2 separate regions of the Oncorhynchus mykiss genome follow, and region 2 is linked to region 1. A link is a contact called in public Hi-C data. All regions are on one chromosome and are shown on one strand. The core of a region is the stretch at or near the end of the contact, and the rest is flanking DNA. Distances in the headings are between cores, read along the strand shown.

Region 1 (2,551 bases), core at 38-2,537:
CGAGCCCGCGTCACTGGCGTGAAAGGCATACACCCTGCGAATCGTGCCAATAGAGTTCACCCACTTAAAGGAAATAGTTATGCGGCTGATATACCAAGGATCTCTACCATAGTTTCTCCAGATTGAGATTAATTTAATACAATTGTATTGAGTTTAGGCTAATTATGAATTAGCATTTCACTAGGCTATATTGATAACACATATACTGTGTCACGGGGTAGAAATACCTATATTCAAATGACAAATGTTAGATGGCACATTGATCTGGAGACATGCAATCTGCAAATCATAACAAGAAAACCTGTTACAGTGTTATCGTATAATGAATTATGGCTACGCAAGCAATAAACCCAGACCCACCAGTGTACAAGTACCGGTGAGGATGGGTTATTTCACCCTGGTAGCCCTAGTTTCCCGCGAGTATACCACAGGCGTTGTTACAATGGTTGCATTTACACGGGCAGACAAATTCTGATATTTTTCGAACTAATTGGTGTTATGACCAATTAAATCAGCTCTAAAAGCATCTGATGTGATTGGTCAAAAGCCCAATTAGTGGCAAAAAAATATCATAATTTGGCTGCCTGTGTAAACGCAGATTAAGTAGCCCTACCGGATGTCAACAAACAACGTCGCCCTCTCCCTCAACTGCTGCATGTGCAATTGTCTGTGAAATCATGTCATGTTTCTAATGTAATTTCGCTGCGGACCACGTTTCGTAAGATTGCAGCAATTTGATATTTTTGGACAAGCCAGATATATTCCTGACTACAACATCAAGGTGTAAGCATGCCTGTAAGCATTGATGTAGGCCTAGCCTTTCACATGCACGATTACGTTCAGATGTTGCCAATTGCTTTTCAAAGACGCGCGTGCCTATTTGCGCAAAGCGAAACCAATAATAGAACATTCAACGTCATGTAATCATGTGCGGTAATTTTGTGCCGTAACACTGACCACTGGTATACAGTAAAACGACCAACTGTGTTGGCATTTGCATTACCATAAATAGCGTAGACAAAATTGACAAACTGGAGGGCTTGAAATGCATTATAATGTAGTGCAGTAACACGATTATCAAAGTAGAAAGCATATTTAGACAAAGAGAGTTACCTGGCCCCTATTTTCATATCTACTTCCCTCTGCTGAGCAGAATCCGCCTCATGAAGGCTACAAGGAAACAGTCTGACTACGGGAACTACAACTACCAAGATAGGTTTATGACTAAACTCTGTAAAAGTGTTGTCTTTCGCACAGGCCACTGGGAGTTCGTGTCCTTCACGTTACCCACCCAAATAAAGCCATTGCAATAGATTGGGTTGTGTAACTCACAAAGGAGCAAAAATAACGGTCTTTAGTGGAGCTGTACATTGTGGATTTGACAAGCAATTAAGTATTCAGTGTGTAGGCCTGTCTATTTCAGGAAAAATGCATGAACATAAAAAGTATCCATTTTGTTTTGCCTATCTGTCGGCCAAGCGTTTAGATTGAACTACATTTCCCACAATGCAATACACATCGCGGATTGGGTTGGGAAAATTCCTTTACAGCTGCACTATGACATGTATTTTTCCCTCAGCCCATACTTTCTTTGTCCTGCTATTCAACTGTGGGCCCATATGAAAAGCTATGCCTGCTTTAGGAAATAGATTTTTACATAGTCTAGACCTACAATGTGTGAGTACTTCTGTAGAATGGCTGCATTGCATGTTTATATTTATATCAAATTGTATAATATTGGCTACTAATAATAATATGTTAGCAATTATAAAATGGATCAATGTTGAATAAAGGCTTGGAAGTGGTGTTGTGAATGAGTCAACCAGGTGTTATTTGCAAGAAGGTGGAGGCACACAACACACACATACACACACAGCATTTGTAAATTTAGTCTGATAATAATCTGTACAAAACAGTTCATCTGATAATACTTGCTTCATATGTTTTCCAGTTTCTTGACATACTTCGCAAATGCAACTTATTTCTATGTGAAAACTGAAATGGTCTTTTAATTCCTTTTCCATAGATGCTCTTATCCAGAGCAATGTACAGTAGTGAGTGCATACATTTTCTATACTGGTCCCTCGTCAAACCCCTAGTATTGCAAGCACCATGCACTACCAACTGAGTCACATAATATCATCACAAACCACTTGATGCCTCAATGTACTCAATTACTTTATTGGTCATCATATTTCTTCATGGTGATGGAGTCTACAGGTACAAACCTAGATGACCAGCCTATGTACAATACATAGTAAAGGCCTAATACTAGTAAAGGTCTAATACTAGTAAAGGTCTAATACTAGTAAAGGTCTAATACTAGTAAAGGCCTAATACTAGTAAAGGTCTAATACTACTAAAGGTCTAATACTAGTAAAGGCCTAATACTAGTAAAGGTCTAATACTACTAAAGGTCTAATACCAGTAAAGGTCTAATACTAGTAAAGGTCTAATACTAGTAAAGGTATAATACTAGTAAAGGTCTAATACTAGTAAAGGCCTAATACTAGTAAAGGTCTAATACTACTAAAGGTCTAATACTAGTAAA
Region 2 (2,551 bases), core at 21-2,520, 140 kb after region 1:
CAGGAAAGCAGAAATACATCTAATTTATAACATAATCATAATTGTCATCTGTCAGTCTCATAAACTTGAATGTTTTCATTTGTTCTGAAGCAAAACAAAACAACAACCTTGCCTATGTAGGCTATGTATGTACCTGGGAATTAAGATTGTTAGATAGCTTCAACCAGTTGTGGCTTGAATTCAAAATCAAACAAGTTAGCTATTGACCTCACACTTTGACCCGCTGTAGCTCCATTCCCAGAGTTGATCATTTTAACAATAGCTGATGATCCATTCAATCCATTGCTATTGAGAGATCGTTGAGTACCATTAGCTCTTTGCAAAGACTCTCCATGCAGGTAGATATCTGAAAGCTACTGCACTGTACAATTCAAGAAGCTTCCTATGAATGACCATACAACAACAGGCATGTTAAAACAGGTTGTTGCAGCTATGGAAATGAGTTGGTGGTGTACATAGCCTAATGATTGTGTTTTTTGAAAGTCACACTTTGTGAGATCATAGCTTAAAGGGGTAATCAGCAGTTGCTACATCCATTTGTGGATGTATAAATGAATTATATGTACCCATTGATTCTTGAAGAATATAACTTATAACTCATAACTCATTATGAGCTTAGTTCAACTGTCCTACCCCATCAGAGCCCAAAATATAATCTTATTTAATCCACTGTTTGTAAACAAAGTAAATGTAAAAAAAAATACTATTTATCCTAAAGGCATGGTTAAACTATTATTTTGATATCATGGATGGTAATTTCTTGCATCTATAGCTTTGAATTTGAGAGTGGCTACATTTCTCCAGACATGAAACAGTGGTGGAGAGTCGCTTTGTTATTGTTTCAACTGCTGATTTCCGCTTTAAAAGTTAGATAGCTATCTACCTTTGGAGGTGCTATGGGCCGGCAAGCTGTCATTATCATGAACAGGTCTCATATCACAAAAAGAGACAGACACGCTGTCACTGTAAAACATGGGTAACTCCTTAGCTAATCCAACAAGTCACAGAGGCATGATCTCGAAACATCCTAACAGGCAAACTACAAGCTATTTTGGTAGCTGGCTAGAATGCAAACGAAACTATAGCTGTCAAATGAATGGCAACGTGAACGTTCCACTAGCTACAAGCTAACGTTAGCTAGCTGTCATGCTTCAGCCAGAGGAAATCGTGGATAAAATAATACAAACCCCACTTAGCTGGCCATGGTTTCATTTCGTGAACAACAAAAACCTCTCTGGAATGCTTACCGGGAGACGAGGGTTGATCTCTGCTGAACATCGGTGACAGAAAAACCGGCAGGGCCGTGGGGGAGCTTCAGCCATCTTCGGATTCTCTACCAGCAACCGAGAGGGAACGTGTACGGGTAGCGACAAACAACAAAATTAATCGATTTGCGAGACGAACAGGAAGCGGAAACTAGCGAAGCGCTACCTAGCTTAGCAACAGATAGCTCGTATCAGGGAATACAGATCTGGTTAGCTGCAACTATGGAGTCCGGAAATACAGGTAAACGCTCGAAATAATTTAAATGGCATACCTTAATATAGTAACTATTTTAAAATGCTTAACAATAAACTCTTGCCTCATGAAATGTGGTTATTTGCGCTAGTTAACTACATAACTAACGCGTTAGCTACTTAGCTAGCTAACGTTAGTTACCACCGCCCATCAACAGGATTTGTAGTTGTTGATACATCAAAATTCATCAAAAAAATCGGTAACCACAATCAGAATAAACCACATAATGTCAAATTCATTACATAATTAGTTGTAGTTTTGTATTTTAGCTATTTATTGCTAACGTCTTGATGCCACCTTGCAGCGAGCTAACTAGCCAGTTTTAGAAAAACATGTTTTACCAACCCTGGCCTGCTGGCTGCTTCTCAAGTCTGTGGCAACAAAGATAATCAAAGGGAATGGAGACATCCTCAATGCAGCAAGATATAGTCCCTGACATGTCTACACATTCCTATCATTCAGGGTAGTTCACTCTTCATAATATATAGATAGCTAGTCACATACGACTTTTACTAAAATACTCACGAAGATAGCTAGAGCAATTACAAACGAGATCACCTCTTGTGACTAACATTATTGGTAGTAGGACACCAATAACAACTGCACCCAACTCTTCCACTGTTTGTTTTATTGCCACTGCAGGGAGAGGAGGCTGGAACAACAAGTTCCGGCCAGCCCAGAAGAACAGGATGAGTGTGAACATTCTCCGTCAGGAGGAGCTGATCGCCCAGAAGAAGCGGGAGATCGAGGCTAAGATGGCAGAGCAGGCCAAGAAAAAGAGCCTTCAGACTCCCAACAAGCCACTGCCACCAAGGTACAGTATATCCTAGTCTTCTGAAACACTACAAATACCTCTCATCAAAACTCTGCTCAATCCCTGCTGGAAGTACTTGATTCTGGCCCACTTGACTGTAGCCATTGATTTTGACTTCTTATCCCCACAGTTTACACAGTTTACAGGGACACTCTTCGAACAACAACAAGTATGTGAACGATGGAAGCTTCTTGCAGCAGTTTATGAAGCTTCAGAAGG

The links. A called contact is a pair of places that touch in the nucleus more often than the background predicts.
Region 2: a Hi-C map of blood shows a contact between it and region 1, with 5 times the contacts expected there. The contact joins the promoter of LOC110530704 here to the promoter of LOC110530998 in region 1. A contact is called at or near these places in 2 of 3 Hi-C or Micro-C datasets (blood and liver).

What each region holds. Positions count from the first base shown.
Region 1 is chr8:78,671,992-78,674,542 of USDA_OmykA_1.1, forward strand. It overlaps LOC110530998 (spindlin-W), which reads right to left and starts at 1,288. Exons shown (of 5, transcript XM_036986362.1): 1 at 1,114-1,288.
Region 2 is chr8:78,814,850-78,817,400 of USDA_OmykA_1.1, forward strand. LOC110530704 (SURP and G-patch domain-containing protein 1) reads left to right here and starts at 1,271. Exons shown (of 14, transcript XM_021613951.2): 1 at 1,271-1,506; 2 at 2,161-2,332; 3 at 2,463-2,551. The coding sequence starts at 1,488. It overlaps LOC110530705 (E3 ubiquitin-protein ligase RNF126), which reads right to left and starts at 2,061. Exons shown (of 10, transcript XM_021613952.2): 1 at 2,044-2,061; 2 at 1,248-1,333. The coding sequence starts at 1,322.